4 separate regions of the Pan troglodytes genome follow, and regions 1, 2 and 4 are each linked to region 3. A link is a contact called in public Hi-C data. All regions are on one chromosome and are shown on one strand. Each heading gives the region's core, a stretch centred on a gene start, on an enhancer-like site or on the middle of the called end of the contact. The rest is flanking DNA. Distances are from core to core; before and after follow the strand shown.

Region 1 (7,205 bases), core at 2,464-4,963, 230 kb before region 3:
ACACTGCTGCCCCCCTTAATATGCCCTGTGTCCCTAGACTCCCTATTGAGCCTCTTCCCTGCATATCTCCTTCCCTCTAACGCCCCAATATCCAGGCACCTTGAACTTCCGTGGCCCTGTTTCCTCTGGTTTCAGAAACTCACTTGCTTAATACCGACTCACTCTTTCAGGATCCCATTTTAGGAACACTTCCTCTAGGAAGCCTTCCCTGATCCTCTGAGACTGGCTGAGGAGCTACTCTGTGTTCCAACAGCCCACTGTGCACCACACATCTTGGTGCCTAACACCTTTTTTCCTATTGGAGTGTCCCAAGTCCTTCCCCCTCCTCCATTAGATGGGCAGCCTAATGGGGCTGGGGGGTGGGTTAAGAGCAGATGCTGAAGTCAGTATTTTCTAGGTTCGAAGCTCAGCTCAGCCATGGCCTGGCTGTGGGAATTTGATGCTTTATTTAATCCCTCCCTGATTCACTTTCCTCATTCTATCAAATAATGATGGCTGTGATAATGATATCAACAAGTGGAGTACCTACCCCTTGGCATTTTCAGGGGATTCACTGAGTTGATATGCTGAGGCTGTAAATGACAGTGCCTGGCATGTAATAGTGCTACCTATGTGTTTGATCATGAAATCGGTCCTCAGATGGGTTGCTCCAGGAGGGGCAGAGACTGGATTTATTTGATATACTGATCTGTCTTGGCCATATTCTTCCCTCCTGTGTTCCTCCTCTTCTTCCTCCTCCTCCTCTCTCATCTTCCAATGTACCCAGCACCTGCATGGAGCTGTTGGTATGTGCCTAGCACCTGGCCTGACATCCGGTCACAAGTACACCCCAGCATTCATGACATGAGTGAAACTTTGGTCTAGGAATGATGGTGAATGCAGAAAATAAAGGTCATATTTGGAGATTCTTTGGAGGTAGACTGCTCAGGGCTTGTGCTGACTTCATCTGAGGGTGGAAGAGGAGGAAGAGGAGGAGGAACAATGCAGGAGGGAAGAACATGGCCAGGACAGACCTTGTGATTTCCTTTACCAAACTCTTAGCTCCTCCAACCATCTCCAGATCATTACAAGCCACCTCCATTCACCCAAATACTCCAGCCAACATCGGGGTCACCTATCATTCCTCTTTCTCTTTCTCTACCCACCCCCACCGAATCCTTTCAAGTCCTGTCTGTGCAAGACACAGGCCCCGTATCCTGGGTCCTTTTCTCCTCTCTGCACCCCACTTCTACCCTTATTGTCCTAGTTACAACTGCTGTGTAACAAGCATCCCCTCCAAACTTATTGGTAAAATAATCATTATATTCACAAGTTATAGGGCTCAGGAAGTTGGGCAGGGTACACTGGGGATACTACATGGCCACTGTCCACCATGCTTTAGCTTGGCAGACACAAAGCCAGCATGACACAATGGTGGAGGTACCTTCACCCACATTTCTGGCACCTGGGCAAGGTGACTCCAGTGCTGAACTCACCTGGGACTGTGGACTGGAGCAAGCACAGGTGGCCTCTGCCTATGCCTGGGCTTCCCCACAGCATGGTGGCCTCTAGGCCTCTTGCATGGTGGCTCAGGGCCCCAGCACTGGTGCGCCAGCCAACAAAACAAAGACTGCATTGTTTTTTATCGTGAAGACTTGTAATTTTTGAGCATCACTTCTGCTACATCTTATTGGTGGAAGCCATCACAAGCCCACCCAGATTCACGCAGGCAGAGCACAGAGAACCCACTTCTTCATGGGAGGAGTGTCAAATAATTTTGTGGTCATGTTCTAAGAGCACCACCCTAACCCAAACTACCAATGTCTCACCTGGACCCCTACTGTCATCTCCTTTCTGGTCTGCTTGATGGCGCACTTTACTCACCTGTCCCCATTCCCACAGTGTGTTCCCTTAGGACAGCCACGGGGAGCTTTTGAACACACAAATTAGATCAGTCACCCCCTTCTTCATCCCTCCAATGTCTCCAGCTGAACACACCACTGAAATCCAAGCTCCTTGACGTGCCCACACAGCTTTGTGGATCTGTGTAGCCCCATCTCCCTTCAAGCTCAGGCCTTCTCTCTCTCTCTATTGCAGCCCACCATCTCCTCCCTGGGGCTCATGCCCACCTCTGAGCTTTTGCACCTGCTGGTCCCCTTCCTGCAGTGCTGGACCCCTGATGCTGTGTCCTTCAGGCCTCACCTCAAATGCCACCTCCTCAGACCTAAAATTAACCCTCCAACACCCAGTATTCCCTCTCCCATCACCCTGCTTAATGGTCTACTATCTGCAACTCTGTTCTTGTTCACTTATCATCCGTCTCCTTCCTGGCCCCAAGAAGAAAGACTGTTGCCTTTCTTCTTCCTTGTGTCCACGGTGCCCACTATCGTGGTTGGCACAGAATATGGAATATGAATGAATACCTGAATGGTGGCTTTCGGGTGTGTGTGTGTGTGTGTGTGTGTGTGTGTGTGTGTGTAATTTAGAAAGGCAATCTTGAAGGATAGTCAGGACTGGGTGCAGGAGGTGACTACAGTTGGGCATACTTTGTTTCCCATATGGTTGTGCCACTCGCTAGCTGGTTACTCTGGGCAAACACCTTCACCTCCTTGAGCCTCAGTGTCTTCAGCTGAAACCTGAGTTCAGATTTGCCAGACCCGGGCATAGGGACAGCAGGTCCAGCAGGAACACCAAGCCAGGACCACAGCCACTCCCAGGGAGCTCAGTCCCTGGAGCCCGAGAGGAACACTTTCCGGAGGCGCAGGCACAGCCGCTCCTAGAGACTGGGCAACCCCCAGGTGGCAGGCGGGACCGGTCCGTGCAAACAGGGGACAGGTACCCGGAGGATGGACATTCGCTGGCAAAAACATAAACTGCCGCTCGGAGTCTTGGCACCATCCAATTTCCAGGGACGGTTAGACTCCCCCTAGCTCACTGGATGAGGTGTACACCAAAGAAGGGGGTTAGCCCCCTCGGGTCGGCCAGGGCACTCAAAGCATTCTGTTCCCGGGAGCGAGGCCGAGGTGCACCACCCGCCGCGTCCGCCTGGTGTCGCCGCGAGCGCGCTCTGAGCGGCCAGCTGCGCCCCTCACGCTCCCGCGGCTCAGGCGCCCCACTGCTGTTCCGCGCGGGGCAACTGGGCCTCAGCCCGACTCAGTCTGTCGGCTAACAGCAGGATCCCAGAGGAGGCTGCCCAACCTGGGCACCCCCTGCCGCCACTCTCGAATAGGTGGGGGTAGGGAAGAAATACGCTGAGCCAGTCAGCCCGTCGCTCCGCGAAAGGGGGCGCCCTCCCCTGAAGCTGGGGTTGGGGAACTGGGGTGTGCCCTGTCAGCCCCAGCTCCCTGTTCCGGGCTGGAGGGAGCAGGGCAGCAGACCAAGGCACTAGGCCTCTCGGCCGAGTCTGGTCCACTCCACCCGAGGGCAGCCTCTGGACGCCCACTCGCCCTGCAATCTGCAAGTTAGTGACGGGTGGGGGGCGAGCGGGCTCCTACCGCCTCCAACCGGGCTGTGCTCCCCAGCCTGCCACCTGCACCCCGGAGCAGGGAGGGGGCCCCCGGGAGCGCGCAGGGAAAGGCGCGAGCGCGCGCCTTGTGCAGGCGGCCCTGTCCCGCGGGCGCAGGGGCGCTGGGCGGGCGCTCCCGGGAGGCGGTCGGGGGAGGGGGCGGGGGAGGGACGGGGGAAAGGAGGGAGGGGCGGGGGCGGGAGGCAGCAGCGCCCCCGCACTCCCCGCGTCTCGCACACTTGCACCGGTCGCTCGCGCGCAGCCCGGCGTCGCCCCACGCCGCGCTCGCTCCTCCCTCCCTCCTCCCGCTCCGTGGCTCCCGCGCTCCTGGCGAGGCTCAGGCGCGGAGCGCGCGGACGGGCGCACCGACAGACGGCCCCGGGGACGCCTCGGCTCGCGCCTCCCGGGCGGGCTATGTTGATTGCCCCGCCGGGGCCGGCCCGCGGGATCAGCACAGCCCGGCCCGCGGCCCCGGCGGCCAATCGGGACTATGAACCGGAAAGCGCGGCGCTGCCTGGGCCACCTCTTTCTCAGCCTGGGCATGGTCTACCTCCGGATCGGGTAAGGGCTGCCTGCGCCCTTTCCGCGCGTGTCTCGACAAAGTTGGCACGGCCCGGGGAGGGAGGTGTGCCGCCTGCGAGCCTCTGCCGGCCAACTTCCACAGCTTCTCTGAGAGGCCGGGTGGGTGCGGTGTGGGAGCGGTGGACGCACAAAGACCCCCCGCAGGACACCCCAGGAGATATAGGCAGGGGGACTGGCCATCCTGAGGACGTCTGAGTCTGGAATCCCCCAGGACCAGAGACAGCCGGTAGGGACGCTCCAGCCTGAGGGACTCTGGGGGAGGGCTAGCTGCTGCAAAGGTTCAGCCCATCCCGGGGACCCTTCGGACCCGGGCATAGGGACAGCAGGTCTAGCAGGAACATCAAGCCAGGACCACAGCCAATCTCGGGGAGCTCAGTCCCCGGAGCCCGAGACGAACTCTCTCAGGAGGCGCGGCACAGCCGCTCCTAGAGACTGGGCAGTCCCCAGGTGGCTGGCGGGGCCGGTCCGTGCAAACAGGGAACAGGTACCCAGGAGGAAGGACATTCGCTGGCAAAAACATAAACCGCCGCTCGGAGCCTTGGCACCACCCAATTTCCAGGGGCCCTTAGACTCACAGAGCCCCTTCCCGGGCCAAGGGGACAGCACGTCCCACCCCCAACAAACACACACAAAGGTGGGACGAGAGGCGGCCTGAGACACAGAGGGAGACAAGCGCTAGAGAGAGGCGGGACACCCCGCCCCCTGGAACTGGGCAGCAGAGGCGGCCGGGCGCGCGAGCAGCCCTCCGGCTTCACCTAGCGTTTCTGTGGAGGTGGGGCTCGGGGGCGCTCTGGCTGGAAGGTGGGAAGGGGCAGCTCGGGACGCGTCCTGGAGCTGCTTGTGCAAAGCCGGTCACCCTTTGTACTTAAGACAACGCGTGTGAGGCTCGGAGCGGTGTGGGGGCGGGGGGGTCTGGGCATGGATAGAGGTTCTGGCGCTGAAGGGCCCGCTTGGTAGGTCTCACACACCCTGCCCCTCCAGCCCCCAGCAGTGAACCCATTACCATCCCTTTTGAGGAGGGGTGGACCGCAGGGGCTGCGGCGAGGGGATGTGCGTGGCAGACCCTTTGTGTTTTGTCACTACTACCCCCCTACCCCGTCACTTCCCCAGTCCACGTCTCTGGAGCGGGGATTTCGCAAGTTGTCCGGCCGCGGCCGCTAGCAGGTGCGTGCAGAGCCGACCAGGGGCCGCCAGCCCGACCAGCGGCGGAGAGGCGGCTGCGGGGCTCGCGCCAGTACCGCCAGCCTGCCGGTGTGTTTTAAGTGTTATTGATTCGCCCGCGTCTGGGTGGCTTTCCTTTTTTTCCCCTGCTTTAATCTTCATCTTGGCCCGCGCCCCGCCGCCCCGCGCACATTCAGCATCCAGGAAGCCAGTAGGGCCGATGGGCTGGAGCCGATTGACTCGGGCCGCGTGCGGCTTTATCTCCTTTTTAATTAGAAACGGGGAGGAGGGACCCGGGTGGCGGGGGAGACAGAAAGGGAAAACAGCAGAAAATAACCTCCCCTGGCCGCCCCGCCCGCCCGCGGGCCGCCCTCCGGCCGGCGCCGCGGCCTCCCCGGATTGGCCCTGCGGGGGCCCAGCTGCCCGGCAGGGAGGGAGGGAGGGAGTCCTGCAGGGCGCTGGCTTTCCGCCCCAAGCTGCCCTCTGGGGTAGGGAGAGGTCCAGGTCGGGGAGGTGGGAGTTGCAGGTGACTTCGGGCCAGGCCCTGCTGCTCCCTGCGCCTCGGGCTACTCATCTGTATAGTGGGCATGAGGGGTGAAGTCTCAACGTCCCTAAAAGGTTTTTCCATTTCCCCAGACGTGACGGCTCTACCCGCTTCTGGCTGATGGTGGGGCATCTGCGGTATTCTTATTTTGCTCGGATAGTTCAGGTGACTCCGCACTAGCCTATTGCAACAATCAGATCCGATAATAATAATGATAATTACAACAACAACACCACATTTATGGGGCACTCACTATGTGCCTGGCACCTTCTAAGCACTTTCCATGTTCTAGCACATTTGATTTTCACAGCAGCCAATGAGGTGGGGACTAGTTATCAATACCCTAATTTAGCCATGGAGAAACTGAAGTGCAGAGGGAAGGAAACTTGCCTAAGATCGCACAACTAATAAGTGAAGGAAGCTTGGATGAGAACCTAGGCCAGACCCTTAGGGGCTAGTCTATTGCACCTATGAATTTTTGGCCCCAGTATGCCAACCTATCCACTCTCTGCTGGTGTAGAAATTTCCCGGTGGCCAGGTAGGTGCTCAGAGGGTCCTCCTGACAAATGATGCCAAAACGTCTCCACTTAATCTTCTCATGCTGCTTCTTCCTCAGACATTCCCAGCATTCTAGTGTGTGTTAGACTCGGGTTTAGCGCTGAGATGCAGGTGCAAAGCCAGGCTGTCCCACCTCCAACACCTGCTAGCTGAGAACCTTCCTCCAGGTCCCAACCTCTGTGAGCCTCAATTTTCAAATATGTGAAACGGATGTGATGATTCTTGCCCCACAGGGCTGTGTGGAAAGGTCACATGAGCTGCTGTTTGTGGCAGCACCCACCATACTGCCTTGGCACATAGTAGGGACACTGCCCAAGTTTACTGATGCATTTGATGCATATTTGGGGGCACCTGCCATGTAATAGGTACTCACCCGGAGCCACATCTTTGAAGTGCCACAATCCATTTATTCAGCAGTCATTTAGTGAACCAGCAGACAGCCTCCCTGCCCTCAGGGAGCTCATCCTCTCAGGAGGAAGACAAGTGATCAAGTGAGCATGCAAATTAAAAACACAGACATGAAAACATTGCAGTAGACCATGAGTAATCAAGAATATCCAGTAAACAAAACAGAGATTGTGATGGGAATTTATTAGGGGTAGGGAGGGGAGGGAGGAGCCCTTAGCTGGGCTGGTCAGGGAGGTGACCCTTGAGGTCATGTGAATAATGGCAAGAAGCCAAGCTTGTGAAGATCAGGGGTGAGAGCGCTTCCAGGGAGAGGAGCCAGCAAGGACAGAGTGCCTACTGCAGGGAGAAGGCTGGCACGTGGCAGGAGCCTAGGGAAACGGCAGGAGTGATCAGTTGTGCGCTTGGAGGGCATGGGTCCATGTCACGTCCTTGAGTTATTGGTACAGGAGAACCTCACTCTAACAAATT
Region 2 (7,064 bases), core at 4,509-7,008, 140 kb after region 3:
CACATTCCTGAGCTCCAAAAGGAGAAATAAAACTGTTCCCTTGTCTGTGAGCTGAAGAGGCAGCAATATTGTGGGGTAACTAGGACCAGATGGGCTCCAGGAATTTCCAAAGGCCTTTTAGCATATTAGACAAAATAGCCTCCCAGACACACACGGTAACTTTGTCTGGCCGCCTGGTATCGGTTACCGAGACAACCGGCGGGCTGCACACACTGGCTGGAGGGTCCCAGAAGGGAGCGGGCCTCTGGCAAGGCCCCTGCACGCTCCCCACTGCCACAGCAGGAGCCCCCCTCACACTTGATCCCTTCCCTCTGGTTCCAAGACCAGGGCACACCCTGAGAAACTCAGCCTCTCAGGGTTGGCAGGGGCTAGGAAAGTCCCAGAAACTGGGAAGTCCCAGATGGTTCCCACAGCCCCAAGCCTCCACTTGCACCCCTTTGAGGGGTGTGAGAGGTCACACCCCACAGGGCACCCAGTGTGGGGGTGACTGCGGCCAGCTAGGTGTCAGCCCCGGGCTCTACCACCCTGGCTGGGAGAGCCTTGGGGGGCCATCAAACCTCCCCCAGTCCCCTTTCCTCATCTGCAAAACATAGTTACGTGAGGACAAAGCCATTTGATACAAGCGTGGTGCCTAGAGTGTGCCAAAACTAGCAAGCGCTCCTTCTGCACTGGCCACTATCATGGTGCTCTGTGCACAGTTCTGGCTATGAGAAAGTCCTTTCTCACTCTGACTTAGGTAATATTATTAGCTAAAATTAACTGAGCATTTGCCACGTGCCAGGGCATCTGATGGGGGAAACGGCTGAGGCTCAAGATGGTGGTTGCCTCACCCAAGGCAGCACAGCTAGACCCAAGCAGCTAGACCCAAGCTCTACTCGCTGTGGACACTGCCCTGCTGAACCCACCTCCCCGTGGGTCCCAGCTCCTGCTCGGCCCAAGGCTCCTGCTCTCTCTGGGTTTCAGTTTCCCTGTCTGTGCAAGGAGAAGTTGGACTGCATGGGCCATGAGAATCCTTCCCACACTGGCCCTCTAGACCTTCATCCTGTCCTCAAATGACCCAGAGATGCAACAGGTCTGGAGAAACTTGGAGACCAGTAGGAGGGAAGACACGGTCTGTGTGCTGGCACCCAACACAGGGCCTGGCACCCAGAAAATAGCAGAGAAGTCACTGAATACAGCAGGTCCTCAAATAACATCATTTTGTTCAACATCGTCTCGTTGATAAGAAAAAAATGTCAATTTCTGGCCATGCCCGCTGTCTGTGTGGAGTTTGCAATGTTCCCCCAACGTCTGCATGTGTTCCCTCCACGTACTCTGGCTTCTTCCCACATCCTGAAGATGTGGGTGTTAGGTGAACCACTGTGTCTACATGGCCCCAGTCTGAGTGTGAGCGTGTCTGTGAGTGTGCCCTATAGTGATAATGGGGTGATATCCAGCTCAGGGCTGGTTCCCATCTTGTGCTCTTGGGACAGGCTCCAGCCACCCCAGAGCCGAGACTGGAATAAGTGGGTACATATCTTGTTTTTACTAGTCTTTCTTAAATGTATGTACACATCACATTTATTTCAATGTTTAATATTAGAGGTGCTTCGTATTAGAGAAGTTTGATGTTGTTTTTGTGACCAAAAATACGCTGTAGGAACTGAACTCTTGTTTATATCAATTAGCCTACGGTAAAATTGGTTTTGTTATAGCTGGTGTGTTAGTCCATTCTCCAGCTGCTATAAAGAAATACCTGAGACTGGATAATTTATAAAGGAAGGAGGGTTAATTGGCTCAGGGTTTGGCAGCTCTACAGGAAGCATAGTGCCTGCATCTGCTCCGCTTCTGAGGAGGCCTCAGGAAACTTACAATCCTGGCGGAAGGCAAAGAGGGAGCCCGCAGGTCACATGGCCAGAGCAGGAGCAAGGGACAGAGGAGGGAGGTACCACACACTTTTAAATGACCACATCTCATGACAACTCACTCACTGTCATGAGGACAGTACCAAGAGGATGATACTAAACCTTTCATAAGAAAACCACCCCCATGATCCAATCACCTCCCACCAGGCCTCACCTCCAACATTGGGGATTATGTGAAATTACAGTTCAACATGAGATTTGGAAGGGGACACAGATCCAAACTTTTTTTTTTTTTTGAGATGGAATCCCAATCAATCTGTCGCCCAGGCTAGAGTGCAGTGGCACAATCTCAGCTCACTAAAACCTCCAGCTCCCCAGTTCAGGCGATTCTCCTGCCTCAGCCTCCCCAGTAGCTGGGATTACAGGTACATACCACCATGCCTGGCTAATTTTTGTATTTTTAGTAGAGACGGGATTTCACCATGTTGGCCAGGCTGGTCTTGAACTCCTGACCTCAGGTGACCCGTCCACAGCCTCCCAAAGTGCTGGGATTACAAGTGTGAACCACTGGCCTGGCCTGATTCAAACGATTTCATGTGGTTTCACTTAAAGTCAGTTTCCAAGAACCTATCAAGGACTTAAATGTGGACTTACTGTACTGCTTTGCAGGGTAAATAAAGGTGGAGGCGTTGATTACAGTAATGTTGGCAACCCCTGCCCCTCAGTGATACAAGAGCTGAGGCTGATTAGGTGCAGTTCTGATGCTTAAATGGGTTCATTCGTTCTCACAACCACTCTGTGAGGCCGGTGCTAGTGTGAACCCCATTTGACAGATGGGAAAACTGAGGCACGAGGAGCTGTCACCTGTCCAAGGTCACATGGAGGGTAGAGGCAGCAGTGGGACTTGAATCTGCTGCCCTGGCTCCCAGAGTGTGCATGCACTGGGCACGCTACCTCTTTCTTTCAGAAGGCCACCGTTGGCTGGGCACGGTGGCTCACGCTTGTAATCCCAGCACTTTGGGAGGCCGAGGCGGGCGGATCACCTGAAGTCAGGAGTTCGAGACCAGCCTGGCCAACATGGTGAAATCCCGTCTCTACTAAGAATACAAAAATAGCCTGGCGTGGTGGCAGGTGCCTATAATCCCAGCTACTTGGGCAGGCTGAGGCAGGAGAATCACTTGACCCTGGGAGGCGGAGGCTGCAGTGAGCTGAGATCACGCCACTCCACCGCACTCCATCCTGGGTGACAGAGTGAGACTCTGTCTCAAAAAAAAAAGAAAAGAAAAGAACGTCACTGTCTCAGGACCAGCAGGGGTGACCTGCGAATTCTGGATGTGAGGGGGACCCAGACTGGTGCTTTACCTGCCTAGCCTCCTTGACCCTCAAGCCACCCTAGGGAAGGAAGGGATTATCATCGCCATTTACAGAGGAGGAAACTGAGGCACAAAGCGTGAAATGATTTGCCCAAAGCCACTGAGAGCCTAGATTCAAACACAGATCCAAGTCCAGGCCTGAATTTTCCCTGTATGGGACCACCCTCCCCGAGGGAAGATGGGTGTCTTCCCACAGTTTAGAGATGGTGACCTGCCCAGCCCCATTCCCCAGGGCCAAGAGCAGGGAGGTGCAGCAGGCTTCAGGGAGGCTACCCAGCATCCCAGGGGCCAGGCCTGATGATATGTGTCCCCAGGTCCTTTCAGCTGAACAGACCCTGCGAACTCTCCAGCCAGGAGCCTGGAGCCATGGGAGGGTTGAGGGAGGGCTCAGGCCCAGCCCTAGGCAGGTGCATGCGAGGGCTGGGCAAGCCTTGGCCTGGGGCCCTGCCTAAAAGGGCTGCCCCGCAGCTCACTGGGAGGCCCTAAACCAGAGATGGAAACAGGACTTTGCCCTGTTTCTGAGTCAAAGAGGTGATAAGAACAGAAGAGGGTAAAGAAGCCCCTGGCCAGTGTCACATGTATTATGCACCTGCTGTATGCCAGCCTCATTCCCACTATTTACCAGAGTCCTCTATAGAGGAGGCAATGAGGCTCAGCCCGGGGCCACAGCGCAGGTATACAGCAGAGGCAGGATTGAAACCCTGGCTGGGCAACTACAGAGCTGCGTTCTTTCTCTGGAGGCCACTCTCCACCCTGAGCTGAGGTCACCCTGAGCTGAGGTCCTGGCTTTTACCCGCCCTGTCCACGGTGCCTCAGCCCTAATAAAATCAGGGAGTTCAGAGGTCAACACCCGGGGTGGTGGTGAAGACTGGCCACTCTGCCACTCCACCGTGTGTGGCCATGGGCGAGGGCCTGCAGGCCCCTCTAAGCCTTGGTGTTCCAGCCTGGACAATGGAGCTCCAGGACCCTGCACAGGGAGGCTGCTGTGAGGATAAACAAGGACCAGGCACGCAGAGAGTGGCATGGGCCTCGCCGTGCACGGGCCTCTGCAATCCTCTCACACATGTGGCCTGGCACATAGCACATGCTCACCACAGCCACCCCCTGCAAGGAGGCTGCCAGGTGAGGAGGGGAGGAGGCCGGGGTTCTGGTTTGCTTGCCAGGGGGTGCCAGGCTCCTTCAAGCCCTCCCTGGGCCTCACCTTCCCCATCCACAAATGGACAACGCTGACAGCCAGCACTGAGCCAGGGTGAGCAGGCCTCCTCAAAGGACACCTCCCTTCTCGTCCACCCCCACACGCCCTGTCCAGCTGCAGTGCCGAGGCTGGGCCTCTGCAGGTGGAACAGGCAGGTGGAACAGGTACTCTCCAGGGCCCTAGCCCCAGCTGCACATGCCAATCCATGATGCATTTCTCAGCTGCCTGCTGTTTTATGACTATTTTTTAATTCACTTTGTACTTTGAAAGTTCAAGCTGAAAGCCAATGGCCCTTTAGAAAGCCCAGCGTATGTTTTCCAGCTGAACAGCATTTCCAGGGTAGGATGTGGGAGCACCCGTCTCTGCGGGCCCCAGCCTGAGTAGACAGCAATGTACCCACAGGTGCCACACTTCCCTCCACCAGGCCCTGCTACCACCGCTGAGGGGCCGTGGGACTGCCTTTCCCATCCGGGTCCCTGTCTCATCTGGACAACAAGGGTGCTGAGCCCTGCCTCTCCCGGGGTTGCTGGTAAGACTATGAGCTGGGGAAGGGCGTGGAAGTCCAGGCAGTGTGCAAGATGCCATGCTCACCAAGACACTGTTTGCCAGAGGGCCTGGCCATGGGGAAAGGGCACTAGTGTTGGAGTCGGATGGATGTGGGTGCATTCCCTGGCTTTGCCATTGCCCAACTCTGCAGTCTTCGGCAAGCCATTTCACCTCTCTGAGTTTGTTTCCCATCAGTAACATGGTGGTGGTGATGATGGTGATGATGAGTGCCGACAGCCACAATCAAGCATGCTTAATTGAGTGTTTACTCTTGCTTTAAGCCCTTCACAAACATTCACTCATTTAATTCTCCAACACCTAGGAGGTAGGTGCTATCATCCCCATTTTGCAGATGAGTAAACTAAGGCACACAGCTATCGAGGGGAGGAGGCAGGACTCAGAGCCAGGCTGGAGGGACTGGAGCCCACGCGTCCGCTCCCTGGGCCTCCCTAGCAATCACGTGACGGCGTCACTTCCAGAGTGGTGCAGAGCCTCACGCGTTGGCCCTGGGCCTGAGCAGGGTGTCCCCAGCCAGTGCTGGCTAAGCTGAATGAAACCAACTCAAGGGCAGGCTGCCCTGGAGGAGTTCCTGGCCCTAAACCCCAAATGTTTGGCTGAGCAGCCAGGGAGGCATCATAAAAGTCTTCCTTTAGGTCTGCCCAGGAGTCCCGCTAGGCAGGGAGGGGCCCCGTGCCAGCAACCGCCTTTGTTTATGCCTGAGGCAGCAGAGTGGGGATGGTCATGCCTGCCTCTGCCCCCGCCCCCGCTGGGGCCCTATTAGCCTAGCCTGGAGGGGTGGGTTCCGGGCAGGGGCCAGGTTACAGCCGGGCACTGCTGCTTCCTGCTGGAACCTCCCTGCGTCTGTCCCGTAGAGAACAGAGCTGTGTCTCCCAAGATGAAATCCCTCTCCCCAAGCCTCAGCCGGCTCACTGGCCAGGCATGGTGCAAGGTCATGCCTCCCAAGGTCTCCCCAGATCATGAGTCTGATGGCCAGTCGTCCTCAGCCTGTCCCTGCTCTTATCCAGGGCTGCCAGCAGCCACTGGGGCGTCAGGGCTGCTATGCCACCTCTCAGCCACTTCATGAAGCTGACCTGCTCCACTGGGATTGATGTAACTTGTGGTGTAATTTACACACAGCAAAATGCACAGATCCTGCAAACAGGTCCAAACACTTCATCTGGCCTCAATTCTTCCACCTGACCTACAGGACATTCCTCCCCCTCACCCTGACAGTTACTGGGAGCAGCAGAAAGCCACCCAGTGTCCTGAGTGCCTTCCAGGTACTGAGGCTCTTATTCCCAGGACAACCTCTTCCATGAGCATCTTTAAGGAAGAAACAGCTCACAGGTTCTGGAGCTGGGGCCTGGGCTCCAGTCCTCACTCCTCCACTTAGGGGCTGCGGTGCTCAGCAAGTAACTAACCCCTTTCCTGCCTCTGCTTCTACATCTGTGAAGTAGGCATGGAAACAGTTCTCACCTCAGAGTGCCATGAAGTTCCATATGCAATTCCCAGCTAGAGTCTGGATAGGGCCTGGCCCTTAGTACCACCTGGTCAGCATCAGCCTTTATCAGTCTCCTCCCACCCAGCACAGGGCCAATCGGGACCCCTGCCTGCTACCCCATGTCCTTTTCCCTGACACCCTGTCTGAACCTCAAGGGGCCACCCTGCCCCCCATCCAGGCTGTGCCACTGATACTGGGGATGCTCTGGTCACTCTGCCCGGCCAAGGCTCTGCCTTTCCCCCTGCCTGGATACCCCACCCCAGCCCAGCCTCATCTCGGGGCAGCCCATCCCCATAAGCTCTCCAAAAGCACCCCAGGCCTGGAAGACACCCCATCCACCCACTGCCCTGCCAGGGCCCCCTCCCACTGTGCAGCAGAGCCACCATCACAGCCCAGCTGTGCCTGCCCACCCATTCCCAGGCTGTCCCAGACCCCAGCCCAGTGACCTTATCACCCTGGGATCCTAGACCCTTCTCTGTCCAGAGTAAACCCCCACCCCCACCCCACCCCCCTGCCAAGTGTGAGGCAGCTGAGAACTTTTACTTTGGGATCTGGCAGAGCTGGATTCAAGCCTGGCTCTACCACTGTTGAGATCTGCTGGGAGG
Region 3 (7,187 bases), core at 1,975-4,474:
GTGTCCAGCTCACAGGCCCAGCCTGGGCCTCCTAACCCCAAATGCAGCCACCACCACCCCCAGCCTGCTCCTCCCTTCAACTCTGGCTCCAGCCTGGACATTGGACAAACTCCGATTGCCACCTGAGTAGCTGGAAAGGACCCAGCCCTTCTCTCAAGCAGTTCATGAGGAGGGGGGCGGGTGGAGTGTGCACGCACACATTTGCTTATTCATTCGACACGCATTTGTTAGTGCCTGCTTTATGCACGGTGCTAGGTGCTGGGGACTGGGATCATATTTAGCTGCATCAGTCCTGAGAAGGACTACCTGCAGGGATGTGTGAGGGCGGTGGGGGCACACAGCAGGCAGATGCCAACTCTGTGTGGGGTGCTCAGAGCTGAGCATTGCAGGATGCGTAGGAGTTTGCCAGGTACAGAATGGGCAGAGGCGTGGAGATGAGAAGGTCTTGGAGGGTGCTAGGAAGGGCTGGTGGCCAGGGTGGCTGGAGTGCAGGGAGTGGACGGGGAGTGATGGGCAATGAATCTGAAGGGGGCAGGGACCGGAATGTCAGGCCATGGAACTGGGACTTGATGCCGTGGCAATGGGGAGTCATGGTGGGGTTTACACAGGGGAGAGGCCAAAAGCTCAGTGTCCTCTCTGCTAGCTCAGCCCCAAACATCTTCCTCTCACCTCCTGACGCAGCAGATAAGGACAGCAAGGCTCAGAAAGGCCAGGTTTCCTGTCCCTCCCCGATCCTCAGCCCCTCATCACCCGTGGCTGGACTCCCTGTGTGGCCTGGGCCAAATATTCAGCTCTTCTGGGCCTCAGTTTCTGTGTCTGTAAAATGGGGATCATCATGGAAGGAAGGATGAGTTTAGTGAGGTAAGAAGGCTACACAGGTAGCCCGCCTGTCTCCCTCAGGGGAGGCAAGACAGACTGGTTCCGGACCATTTGCTACCCCAGGAAATGGCTGGGCAAGGTCTCTCTGAGAGCTGGAATGACCAGGCTGAACACAGGGCTGTGGGTCAGGCATCTGCTAGAACCCAGGTACTAGAGATCAGAATGCCCTATACACACACACACACACACACACACACACACACACCCAGAACAGTGGCAGACACCCCCTCCCCTCCTCAGATGCATTTCACCAGGTTCCCCCACACTCACAGCCACGCGCCTACAGAGATGCAAACTCACACACAGCTCCCCGTGTCCTGCAGGCCTCAGGGTAGCCCTGGTCCCAGTGTGTTAGGGACAGTCCCACCTCATATCCACTGCCTTGGCCTAATTAGCAGTGCCCCTTTCTTATTCATGTCCATGTCCACAATAAACTATCTGATAAACCACTACATAGCGGACACACTGGTGTTGCCTTTCCTCTCCAGAGAGGTTCTCAACCATGCATGTATGTGTACACACGTGTGTACATGCAAGAGTGTGTGTGCATGTGTTCATGTGCGTGTCTGCGTGCATGTGTGTCTGCTTGTGTGCATGTTAGTGTGTGTGTGTGTGTGTGTGTGTGTGTGTGTGTGTGCCAGAGACGCCTTTGGCAGTCTGGGCAAGCCTGTAGGCTCTTAAACGCCAATTAGATTTAAATTATAGTTATCAAAATACTAAAAGGGGTCTGTGACGTGGCGCTACGTGGGCTTCCTTCTTAACCCAGTGAATGACACGGTCTAGCAGCGGGTCTAATACCCACTGCAATTTCAAAGTACTAAGGAAGGAAAGCGAGATTGCGCCATCTCTGAAATGAGTAGTGCTACTGTAGCTCATTGCGTTCATAATTAAAGGACATGCTATGTTCCAACTAGAGTACAAAAGATGTTATTTCTGCCCATCCACGTTCACGCACCCCCACCTCGATTTCTCTCCAGGTCCTGGAAGCTGCTGTGCGACGCGGTCCTCGGACGCGGCCACCTGCCTCGCCCCGGCCGGGCCTGGCCTGCACTGGCCGGCACCGGCCCGCACCGGTCCGCACCGGTCCGCACCGGTCAGCACCGGTCAGCACCGCCTCGCACCGGTCAGTACCGCCTCTCCGCTGTCCGCTCCTGCGCAGCCGTCCGCAGTTCCGCATGCCACCGCCAGGTGTCGCTGCACACACGCCGTGGCCCCGAGGCTCCTCCGCAAGCCACTCCGCGAGGCTCTAGGGGGCCCCCAGGGTCCTGTTTCCCGCGGCCCGCAGCTTAATCTGTGCACGGAGCACCCCCACGCTGCACTAGGAACTTCCGCTGCTCCCCCAACAGCTCACTCCTTGGTGCCTTTGAGCATGCTGCCTGCAGTGCCTGCCCTGATCTCCGGCTGGGTAATTCCTGCTGCACGTCAAAACCCACTGGAGGCAACACCTCCTCCAGGAAGCCTTCCCTGATGCCACTATAGTGGCCCCTCTTGAGTTTCCACAGCCCCCTGTGGCTGCCTCATCATTGCAGTGACTGCCAACATGGTTGTGTCTGTTTCTGTGTCTGACTCCCTACTAGAGTGTGAGCTTTGGGAGTATGGGGAGGGCCACGCAGTGGGCTGTTTTGTTTTTTAAGTAGACTTAATTTTTTAGAACAGTTTTAGGTTCCCAGGAAAATTGAGCAGAAAGTACAGAGAGTTCCCACACACTCCCTGCCCCTACACGTGCACAACCTCCCCTCTATCAACATCCCCAGCAGAGGGGTGCATGAGGGACCTGCACTGCCACATCAGTGTCACCCACAGCCCATGGTTTACGTGAGGGCTCATTCTTGAAGCTGTACGTTCCATGTGTTTGGACAAACGTACAACGACCCTTATCCACCATTATTGTATCACACAGAATAGTGTCACCGCCCAAAAAATTCTCTAAGCTCCACCCGTAATCCCCTGTGCTCCCTTCCCCCTAACCCCTGGCAACCACAGATCTTTTTACTGTTCCCATAGTTTTGCCTGTTCCAGAATGCTGTATTGTTGGAATCATACAGTGTGTAGCCTTTTCAGATTGGCTTCAGATTGGCTGGGCCACGTGGCAAAACCCCGCCTCTACAAAAAATACAAAAATCAGTTGGGCGTGGTGGTGCATGCCTGTAGTCCCAGCTACTCAAGAGGCTGAGGTGGGAGAATCACATGAGCCTGGTAGGTTGAAGCTGCAGTGAGCCATGATTGCTTCACTGCACTCCAGCCTGGGTGACAGAGAAAGACCCTGTCTGAAAAAAAAAAAAAAAAAAAAAAACAACCAAACTGTTTTCCAAAGTGGTTGTGCCATTTTGCACTCCCACCAGCAATGAATGTGAGTTCCTGGTGCTCCACATCCTCACCAGCATTTGGTGTGTTAGTGCTTTGGATATGAGCCACTCCAGTAGGTGTGTGGCAGTATCTCATGGTTGGTTTAATTTGCAGTTCCCTAATGATATACCTATGTGGAGCATCTTTCAGGTGCTTATTTGCCATCTGTGTATCTTCTTGAATGAGGTGTCTGTTTAGATCTTCTGCCCACTTTTTAATTGGGTTGTTTTCCTATTATTGAGTGTTAAGAGTTATTTGTAGATTTTGGATAATAGTCATTTATCAGCTATGTCCTTTGCAAATATTTTCTCCCAGTCTGTGGCTTTTCTTCTCATTCTCCTGAGCAATGAGGTTTCCCTTACAGAGTTGAATCCCTGTGTGGCCCTAGGCAAGTCATACACTCTCTCTGAACCTCAGTTTCCACCTCTATAGATGGGGCTGGGAGCCCTCCCTCCAGGTTGTAGGTGGGAACAGGATCTGAGCAACGCAGAGCCTGCCAGCACAGAGCCTGGACACGGCAGGGGCTGCCGGTAGATGCTGGTGGAACTGAGTCACCTCCATTCCCTTGGGGGTGCATTTTGCCCACAGTTCCATCATTAAAGCCCCTAGCTATCAACGATGGTTCCATCCATGGCAGAGCAGGCCAGGCCAAGCCAGCCCACAAATCTGTTTGCAGGAAGATTCCTGTGGTTGGAATCCCTTGGTCTTAGGAATGGGTCAGAGGAGCAGACCCCAGGGAGCCCTTGGGATCATGGACAGACCTACTGTTCAAGGGAGGGGTGGCCACTCTGCCCAAATTCCCTCAAGGACCACCCCTCACTCAGTATCCTATCCTCTCCCCACTTGGTCCCCACAGACCTCTGGCCTCTGCTCCCATCGCACCTTTCCCTCCAGCCACACTGGCTGTGGGAAAGCCTTGCAGCCCTTCCTGCAGTCAGAAACACCTTTCCCCCGTGCCACTTGTCCAAATCCACCCCTCCATTAGTTGCAGGCAGAGCGGCCAGGCTGGGGCTGCAGCCACGAGGGGGCACTGTTGCCCCGCAGCTGCGTCAGAACTCATCCACAAAGCTGGAAGGTGCTTCTGTCCCACCAGCTTGCAGAGCAGCAGGCGAGGAGAATGCCTGTCTCACAAAGCTATGGAAGCTAAACGAGGGGAACGTCAGTGGCCCCATCCCACACCCGGGACCTGCTGGGGCTGCTCTGATACCTCCTGCGATGGGTGCTCACTGCCTCCAGCCAGGCTGCCCAGCCCTTGGCGGGAAAAGCTCTGCCTGGAGAAAGGGCTTTGCAATGGACCCAGTCTATTTTGCAGAAGCCATAAGGTCCTGTGGGGCAACAGGGTCTTCCAAATGAAAAACGTTGAGAAGAACAGATTTACCTTGGGAACCATAAGAAAGAAGCAGTTTGGGGTTTCCAGAGAAGCCCAAAACCTAAAAGGGCACGTGAAATTCCTCAGTGTTGACATGTTGGCTCAAAACTTTTCTAAATATTGTACCCAAGCCAAGCAATGACCCACTTGAGCCTACAGCCCACAGGATGGGATGCTGGTTTTGGGTGTAGCTCAGTGACTCAGAGAAAGCAGAACCCTTAGCGCCCGTGTGCAGAACAGCCGGCAAGCAAGCGCGGCACGCCCCTCCACTTGGCACATCTCAGGAAGTGGGATGATTGATGGGGACGCACAGGCTTTCTGGAGGGCAGCCTGAAAAAATGGGGTCAAAACTGGAGTACAGACACCCATGATCAGCAGTTCGCTCCTTGGTTGCATGTCCAGGGAAGTCCACAAATGGGCCCCCTTCACTGCAGCAGAGTCTGTGGGGTGCGTACCTGGGAGCAGCCTGGACACGTGATCCCAGGGAAAGTGTGGGGTGCCCCTCGGAGGACTCCATAGCAGGCACCAGCAACAGACAAGATGTGCGCCAACAGGAAGGAACACTTAACACTGCTGACTACACAATCAGGGAGCCGAGTGGCATCCGTAACACCAGGCTGCAAAGCAACTGCAAATATGTGCACCAAAGAGTGCGCTGCAGCGAGTGGGGAGGAAGAGAAACTTCACAGTGGAGAGAACCAATCAGCACGACCTCAGCCAGGTGGGCAACGCCAGCATCACAGGGGATGCCTCATGTTGACAGCAGCTGCCCTCCATTGGATGTGCTGATCAGGGCACTTTACCTCTGTGATCTTCCTCCCCAGACCCACAGTCCCAGTCTAATCATGAGAAAAGTGTCAGACAAACCCCAGTAGCGGGCATCCTACAATGTATCGGGCCAGTCCTCCTCAACTGTCAAAATCGTCAAAACCAAGGCAACAGCCAGGCATGGCGGCGTGTACCTGTAGTCCCAGCACTTTGGGAGGCTAAAGTGAGAAGATTGCTGGAGACCAGGAGTTCAAGACCAGCCTGGGCAACATAGAGAGACCCCCCCCCCCCCATCTCAAAACAAAAACAAAATCCCAGAGCTAGTCTAAGAAACCGTAATGTGTATCCCAGAGGAGGTCCTGGGACAGAAAAAGGACATTAAATAAAAGCAAAGGAAAGCTAAATAAAGTATGGACTTTAGTTAAGAATGTATCAATATTGATTGACACATATCTCACTGTGCACATATAGTAATGTAAGGTGTTAACAGTAAAGGGAATTAGGTGGGGGACTACTCATAATTATCTTTGTACCTTTTCTAGAAATCAAAAACTATTCTAAAACTAAAACTTTATTTTAAAAAATACATGCCCACTGCACCACAGTACCCATTTTCTAAACCAATTTTCAGCACAGAGATACACAATGAAGGTGTTAGGATGGAGGCCGGCGGGGCAGGGATGGGGATATTGACACAGCCCCCAGGGACAGTGGTGTGGGTGAGTGCCAGCCTTCACCCCCTAGCTCTCCAAAACTAACCCAACAGGAAGGCCAGGGGCCCCAGGCACTCCCCACATGCCCTCTGCATGCCCTGATGGTGGGGCAGCTGCACAGACCTGCCCATCATGGTGTGCCCATCTCTAGCTGGTCCCAGGCTGGCCATGCCCAGAGAGGACAGGCAGGCTGACCCAGGTGTGGGCCCCACAGGCAGCAGGAAGGCCCTGGCAGGGGAGGCCAGCAGGTGGGCTGGGTGCTGCCCTGACCGTGTGGGACTAACACATATGAGTGTGTCTGGGGTCTGGGGACCTGTGTTCCATTCCACACACCCCTCCTCAGGGCCGGGAGAGCAGCGCACATGCTGGAGGGCGGAGATCATGAACAAGGGTGTGAATGTCGCTGCTCTAGCTGAGATGGGTCTGCCAGGCTTGTCCAGTCTGAGATGGGTGAGTCACTGGCTTGTCCCTGAGATAAGAGAGGGGCCCAGGCATGAGATACAGCCCAAATGATACGACTGGCGTCCCAGGACCCCACACCATAGCGTTCCAATATCCCCAGAGGGATCAGCTCCAGCAGGGCCTCCTTTATAATCCGTTCTCCAGCCTACAGCCAGAGGGGTATGGGGAAATGCAGTTCCAAGGCTGTCACCACTGCCCCATGCTTCAGCTGCTCCCAATGCTCTGGGGATTTGCTCAGAGCCCTGGTGGAGGCTCGTGGTGCCTTGCTGACCCTGCCTCACCCCACCCCCTCCACCCTCATCCCTCATCCAGTCCTTCCAGGCAAATCAGGCTTCTCCACTTCAGAAGCTTTGCACATGCTGTTCCCTTGGGCTGGCATGCCCTTCCCTGCTTTTCACTGCATCCAGCTGGACTTTTTTTTTATTATGTTCAACAGAAAATTCACAATCAGGTCTTCGGCCTGCCACTCAGCTCTGCCTGCCCTTCCCCTTCAGGAGATAGGTGCCGCTTTGTGAGCTGCCATAGGCTTTCTGCCTCCCACTTAGCCGCCAACCTCCAACTCACAGCTCAGACTCTCTCATCCCTCTGCAGGGCAGTGTAACTCAGCAGTCCAATTCCTCTGTCTTTGTAGTCATCATTCCCTCAAAATT
Region 4 (6,853 bases), core at 150-2,649, 170 kb after region 3:
CATGGGTGGAAGGCCGTCCGAGGGCTGAAACTGAAGATGGGAGAGAGCCTGAGGCTTATGTTGGGGATGAGGACGGAGAGGACAGGTGGGTTGGAGGAAGCAGATGAGAGTCCATGGGGGACCTTCCATACCTTTTAGGAAATTGATCACTTTGCCCCATTTTCCGGCATCAAAGGGATGCAGCTTCTCCAGGCCCATGAAGGTGATGTTGTAGCGCGGCGAGTACACGATTGGCCAGCGTGTCTCTGGCACATGCTGGTACAGCTGGGTTGTGTGTAGCCTACCGTGTGGAAAAAGACAGACGCACAGCTGGGGCAGCCTCGGCAGAAAGCAGCTCCCTCCCGAGCCCGCCTGGACTGACCCACCAGCCATTGCCCAGCACCACTCAAGGGCCGCTCAACAACAGCTGCTTAAACTGGCTGCCTTTCCCCGAACCCAATTCCAATCCAGTCCTCACAGCAGCCCTGGGGGTAGGCACCACAATCGCACCAGAGGCTCAGAGAGCAGACCAGGTGTGCCCAAGGTCACAGTGCAGGTCTGTGGAGAAGCAGGCGTGCACTCAGGTGTGTCTGGCTGCAAGGCCTCCGCGCATCACCTCTGCACTGTTATAAATGCCCCCACAGCTGTGTGGCACAAGGCTTCGGCTGCAAAATGTGTGGCTGTTGTGAGGACTCAGAGAATGCAGCTGAGGAGCTGAGCACAGTAAGCACTCAGAAACGCAAGTCGGGACCCAACTGGAGCCAGGGCGGGGGGCGGGGATCCCCTGACCCCGCTGCGCTGCTAACCCTTCCCATCACACCCTGGCAGTCGTCACCCAGAGACAGAAATCCGCCCCAGTGGCTGTCTCCGTGGGGGCGTCCGCGTAGCCAGGGGGCTGGGCAGCGCAGACGTCAGACCCGCGCACATCGCCCGACCGCTCCGGGTCCGGGCCCGGGCCCGCGGCCGGCGCGCGTCCCTCGGGCCACCGAGCAGGGGCGCGGGGCTGGCCTGGCGCGCCGGGAGGGCCTGGAAACACCCGTCCCGAGCGCCCCTCACCCCTCACCCGCAAATCTGGGCCCTTACCTGGCGCGCCCGCCCGGCCGTCCCCGCCCTCGCCCTAGCGCGCCCGCCCACCGGGACCCCTGGGAGCCCACCCCCGCCCTCGCCCCGCGGCACTCACATCCCGGGGCCGGCCCTCCCAAAGCTGGCCGCAGCTCCGCGACCGGGCGGGGCGGGGCGGGGCGCGGGTGGGGCCAGCCCAGGACACGCCCCCGGGCTTAGCCGCGTCCTCTGGGGGCAGAACTCTGGCCGATTTGGCCCGCCCCGCCAGTGTTGCGACACAGAGAGCCTGCCTGCAGGAAGGCCACCCCCAACGCCCATCAAGCCCGAAGTCCCGCCTCCGCAGGCAAATACCCGGTGGAATCCCGCCTGGTTCGGAAGCTCCGCCCCCTGGCGGGAGGGCCAAGCGGGTTTCACCCCGGCCTCGCGGAAGGGGCGCGACCACCTCATGTCCTGTTCCTGCGCTTCCCAAGCTGGGTAGAAACGGCGAGAGGCTGGGGGTTAGAAACGACAGGTTCCCGGCAGGCTGTGCCGGGGCTTCGCTGTGTGACCTTGGGCTGGCGTCTGGGCTCTCTGGGCCCTTGTTTCCGCGAGTTAAACGTAGGGGCGGGGGAGTTTCTCTGGCCCTGCCGCCTGTGACCTAAGGAGCCCCGTGACCTCTCCGACCCGAGCCCACCCCCGGCCCAGTCTGCGAGCAGCTCCGGGACAAGCACTCCCGGCGAAGACATGTAGGCTCTCAGAGCCTGCGTTTCCCTCTGTAGAGCAGGCCTGGTTACTGTCTTCAGGGTGCACGCGTCTCCGTCCCCGACCCGCACCCTCACCGCCGGGGTAAGCTGAGCCAGGCCCAAGCGACAGCTGGGGGTGTCCGTGGGGCTGCAACCCAGGAGGAGGCCCCAACAATAGAGCCCCAGAGGACGGAGACAATGGGCCTCTCTGTCGGCCCAGCCGTCCCCGCCATCCAAACAGAAGCAGCTGACGGAGGACTGCCGGGCTGGGATCCCTGGGCCCCAGGGGCCCGCGGGGGCGGCTGTGTGCCAGGGCGGGGCACAAGGGAAGCGCACAGACGTTTGAAGAGGGGCCCCCGTGTGCCTGCCATGATTGCATGATGGCATCTGAGCCTCACAACCTAATCCTGAGAAAGGTGCCATAATCACCCCAACTTTATCTTGAGGGAACTGAGGTTCGGGCCTGCATTAAACCCAAACTCGGCCACCCGCCAGCACAGTGGCTTTGGGCAGGTTGCTTCAGCCTTCTGGTCCTTCATGTCTGCATCTGAAAATGAAGTACTGGGCCGGGTGCGGTGGCTCACGCCTGTAATCCCAGCACTTTGGGAGGCCGAGGCGGGTGAATCACCTGAGGTCAGGAGTTCGAGACCATCCTGACCAACATGGTGAAACCCCGTCTCTACTAAAAATACAAAAAATTAGCTGGGCGTGATGAAGGGCGCCTGTAATCCCAGCTACTCGGGAGGCTGGGGCAGGAGAATCGCTTGAACTGGGGAGGGGAGGTTGCGGTGAGGCCGCGCCATTGCAATCCAGCCTGGGCGACAAGAGTGAGACTCCATCTCAAAAAAAAAAAAAGGAAGAAAATGAAGTTCTGGTTGCACTTCATTCTCTGGATTTCATGGGCAAGTCCAGAGAATCAAGAGACAATAATGTTGATTATTATTCAGAGACCATCTGTCATGTGCTAAGTTGAAGTCCAAATGCTTTTTGCTTGTCGAACTCTTCTGACAGTCCTAGGAGGCAAACTATTGTCATCCCCATTTTATAGATAAAGAAATTGAGGCACAGAATGGTGAAGTAACTCACTCAAAGGTCAGGGATGTGGGCAGATGTAAACCACAGAAGGAATAAGTACTATTTTATAAAGTGACAGAGTGCATGCAGTGGCCCTGTGGCATTTGTGAGAGACCGACTTCCCCTCAGGGAACTTGCTCTGTAGTTTGGGAAGCCACACAGATGATCCTCTGGTTGGGAGAATGAGGATCTGGGCAGCCTGGACCTGAAGCTGAGGCCAAAGAGAGTGGGATTGGTCTGGATAAGAGGGTTTTTAAATTTTTTTAATTTTTAAATTATTTTTTAAGAGACACAGCCTCACTATATTGCTAAGGCTGGTGTCTAACTCCTGGGCTCAAGCGATCCTCCCACCTTGGCCTTCCAAAGTGTTGGGATTACAGGCATGAGTCACAATGCCTGGCCAAGGGTTTTTAAAATTGTGTCCTGGTAGCTAAAGAGTTAAGTGGTCTGCGGAGGCCCTGGAGCTTGTGAACACCTTCAAACCACCATGAAAGCCTGGGCCAACCAGCCGCATTATCACGTGGGGAAGAAATAAGTGTTATGCACGCTGCTGTGGTTGGGGGCCTCTTTGTTGCAGTATCCTAGTGTGTCTGCTCACTAAGACACAGCACTGGGGACACAGCTGCACAGAGCAGATGAGTTCAGAAAGCCTTTGTCAAGCTAATAGTTTAGTGGGAGAGACAAGCCTTAACCTAGGAAGGAAAATTGTGATTACAAAATGTGGTAACTGCTGTGAAAGGCATAGGCTGAGACTGTGAGAGAGAGAATAATGGGGTCCCTGATTTGGACAGTGGTCAGGGAAGGCCCCTTTGAAGAAATACATTTTTTCACTTTTTAAATGTATTTTATTTTTAAATGGCATTTAATGAAACAAGACACTGGCTTATTGAACATTGTATACTTAACTGTTTTTCCCCTTTCATGCAATATTGAAATATATTTCAACTTAAAACAAATAAGAAAGTCCCAAATATAACACTTCTTTTGAAAAATACAGGCACGGCTGGGCGCGGTGGCTCACGCCTGTAATCCCAGCACTTTGGGAGGCCAAGATGGGCGGATCACCTGAGGTCAGGAGGTCAAGACCAGCCTGGCCAACATGGCGAAATCCCATCTCTACTAAAAAGTACAAAAATTAGCCAGGTGTGGTGGCAGGTGCCTGTAATCCCAGCTACTCAGGAGGCCAAGGCAGGAGGAGCTTGAATCCAGGGGCGGAAGTTGCGGTGAGCTGAGATCACACCACTGCGCTCCAGCCTGGGCAACAAGAGCAAGACTGTCACAAAAAAAAAAAGAAAAATACAGCCACGCAAAGGATATTACAGAAATGCACCAAACATGAATTATTGGCACAGATACAATATTTCAAAACATTAGCTAATATTAGATTGAGACATCCTATTACAACATTAAAACCATGCCCCTTTCAATTCAAGTGAGCACCTCTATTTCCATTCCAAGACCCTGTGATTTCATACACATTTAACACAACGGTAACAATAACAGTAATGCTAGCTAGTATTTGTTATGCCCTTAATGAGTGCCAAGCTCGGCTAAATATGTAAAACATGTTTTGTTTGTTTTATTGGTAAAGAGATGAGTTCTTAAACAACCAGAAGATACTGCAGGTTCAAAGTCCCGGAGGCCAGAAGGAGCTTGCATTCAAATAAGAAAATATATTTTCTCAAGGAAATATAAGTTGTATTTCTATGTAACTCTATGCACCAGGAGGGCCCTAGCAAGAAAGAGAGGTCTCACTCCACAGGGATTTCTGAAAAAAGTTTAATGAACAGGCCATTTACCTGAGATGTGGGTGAGGTTGAGGGGATCAACAGGAGATGGTGCAGTACCTGGGGTTGGCAACAGAGGGGAGGGAGCTCTCACCCCTAAACCTGAAGGGTCCAGGAGAGGGAGTGGTTTCCTGGAACCAGTGAGAATAGCTAGTTATGGGCCACGGGGAAGCCTGAGAGGAGGTTTGAGGCCACACAGTCACTGCCAAAACTAGGGGTACATGGGGAAAATACCCCAAATTAGCTCTTCTCCCAGCCTCTGATGCCCTGCTGGCACTTCCCATTGGCTGGATCGAACTGGAACCCCAAGATCAAGGAATCCTCTGTGATGGCATCCATGGGGGTCCGCTTCGTTGGGGAGCACCGAGCAGGGTGGGAAACCCTGGTGAGTGGGTCTGCAGGTTGGGGGTAAGCAGAGAATGACCACTGATGTTCTGAGCAACCTTGGAGATTCCTCCAGCCTCGTGAGCCAGCTCTGTAACAGGAGTGAGCGGGCTTGAAAAATAACCCTGCCTCCTGTCCCCAGTACTGCCTGCAAAGGTCTTGTTGACCTGGGACACTCACATATCCTGTCACCATGGAAACCTGATACTCACTCTTGGCTATCTCTGCCTACCATCTATACCAAAGTGGTGACCAGGTGATGGCCAAGGGGATGAGAAATCACTGCACTGCTAGAGCCCCTGTGAGAGGCCCCAGTCTTGGTCTCAACCAGATGAGTTGAGCAGGGCCTCTGGAGACCAGCTGGGATATCTGGACACCCTGGGTGGGTGAAATCATCACTCCCTGCTCTAGGCTCCTGGCAACAAGTCATTTGCTCCAACTACCAGGACTGGCCCCAAGGGAACTCATTAGTCCACACCATTGCCAATGACAAACCCAGCACACACACTCTGGGGTGTTACCTCAGCTGCACAGATGAAGGGAGACACAGCCCACAGCTACAGGCACACACCCACGGTGCCAGATTCAGATGCACACACACAGGCACAGACAGAGATGCACCCCTACAGTGAGTGCTGCCACACCAAGCCCCATGCCTGGCCACCCCTGCCAATCTCCTAGTCTCCGTCTTCCTGATTGTCCCAGGATAAAGTTGGGACACCCCAAAACACTGAGTGTCTTCACTGCCGTGTCCCCTCCCCAGAAAGGGACGTTCCTGGAGCGCAGATATGAAAGGAAGGCACAGATATAGATGTGAATCTAGATATACATATGCCAAGGACAGAGTCAGGGTTTGTCAGGCCTGATGTTCATACAATGAGGGAGGGACAGTTCTTTTTAAACAAAGGCCAGGTGTGGTGGCACATGCCTGTAATCCCAGCACTTTGGGAGGCCGAGGTGGGTGGATCACCCGAGGTCAGGAGTTCAAGACCAGCCTGGCCAACATGGTGAAACACCGTCTCTACTAAAAATACAAAAAAAAATTTAGCTGTGTTTGGTGGCAGCTGCCTGTAATCCCAGCTACTCAGGAGGCTGAGGCAGGAGAATCGCTTGAACCTGGGAGGCGGAGGTTGCAGTGAGCTGAGATCGCGCCATTGCACTCCAGCCTGGGTGACAAGAGCGAAACTCTGTCTCAAAAAAAAAAGATTAAAACTGTGAATACAAAACTAGAGACCTGGGAAGGAGCCCAACTAAGAGAGGAGCCCCAGAGCTTAACAAGAAATCAGCTTCTGTCGCACGCAGGAAACAGAGAGATAACCCTACAAATACATGTGGGAGCACAAACACAGGCACCCCAGGCTCTTCAAGCCACCCACTAACACGCACAGACACCGGCATGCATGCGCACACATGCTCCGCGCCTCAGGAGCTCTCAGGGTAGTCTAGGGAGGCCTCTGTGCACCAACCTTCAGAGGCCCCTTGCAGCCCTGGCTTAGATCTTAGGCTTCCCCCAGCTGCTTCTACAGCCACAGGCATCTTCTGAGACCCTGCATTTTGCTGTTACAGAGGAGCCAACCCTGCTCCCCACTCCAGCTTTCTCACCCTTCACCTCCGGCCCCAGGACAAGATGAGCAGGAGGAGGGGGAGCTGCCCAACACTCACTAAGGAGTCAGCCTCTGGACCTCAGAGCCAGCAACACCCCCCTGCACTCACACCCCCACCTCATCCTGCTGCCTTCTCCTGAGGAGGGGAAACTGAGGCCCAGAGAGGGAGGGCATGAGCTCTAATTTGAGTCCTCTGGGACGACAGCAGTACCTCATCACATGCACACAGAGAACCAACACA

The links. A called contact is a pair of places that touch in the nucleus more often than the background predicts.
Region 1: a Hi-C map of a lymphoblastoid cell line shows a contact between it and region 3, with 6 times the contacts expected there. The contact joins the promoter of WNT7A here to the promoter of LOC107970432 in region 3. A contact is called at or near these places in 5 of 7 Hi-C or Micro-C datasets (blood, induced pluripotent stem cells, a lymphoblastoid cell line and 1 more), 1 of 1 datasets of contacts at active chromatin or transcription factors (stem cell-derived excitatory neurons) and 1 of 1 other capture datasets (stem cell-derived neural stem cells).
Region 2: a Hi-C map of induced pluripotent stem cells shows a contact between it and region 3, with 3 times the contacts expected there. The contact joins the enhancer-like site here to the promoter of LOC107970432 in region 3. A contact is called at or near these places in 4 of 7 Hi-C or Micro-C datasets (induced pluripotent stem cells, a lymphoblastoid cell line and stem cell-derived neural progenitor cells) and 1 of 1 other capture datasets (stem cell-derived neural stem cells).
Region 4: a contact with region 3 is called in a Hi-C map of stem cell-derived neural progenitor cells, with 4 times the contacts expected there. The contact joins the promoter of HDAC11 here to the promoter of LOC107970432 in region 3. A contact is called at or near these places in 3 of 7 Hi-C or Micro-C datasets (blood, induced pluripotent stem cells and stem cell-derived neural progenitor cells) and 1 of 1 datasets of contacts at active chromatin or transcription factors (stem cell-derived excitatory neurons).

What each region holds. Positions count from the first base shown.
Region 1 is chr2:17,877,646-17,884,850 of NHGRI_mPanTro3-v2.0_pri, reverse strand. It overlaps WNT7A (Wnt family member 7A), which reads left to right and starts at 3,713. Exons shown (of 4, transcript XM_016940526.4): 1 at 3,713-4,045. The coding sequence starts at 3,975.
Region 2 is chr2:17,510,270-17,517,333 of NHGRI_mPanTro3-v2.0_pri, reverse strand. No RefSeq gene overlaps it. Among named protein-coding and RNA genes, the nearest start is that of HDAC11, 30 kb to the right of the region's middle. Within about 2 kb of position 5,758, at least 7 of the 24 cell types and tissues checked have an H3K27ac peak or open chromatin away from gene starts, as enhancers often do. A contact at or near this core is called in induced pluripotent stem cells and stem cell-derived neural stem cells, where this site is marked.
Region 3 is chr2:17,648,456-17,655,642 of NHGRI_mPanTro3-v2.0_pri, reverse strand. LOC107970432 reads left to right here and starts at 3,224. Exons shown (of 2, transcript XM_054680333.1): 1 at 3,224-3,229; 2 at 3,936-4,832. The coding sequence starts at 3,224. The coding sequence ends at 4,736.
Region 4 is chr2:17,478,409-17,485,261 of NHGRI_mPanTro3-v2.0_pri, reverse strand. HDAC11 (histone deacetylase 11) reads right to left here and starts at 1,399. Exons shown (of 10, transcript XM_016940518.2): 1 at 1,160-1,399; 2 at 132-280. The coding sequence starts at 1,359.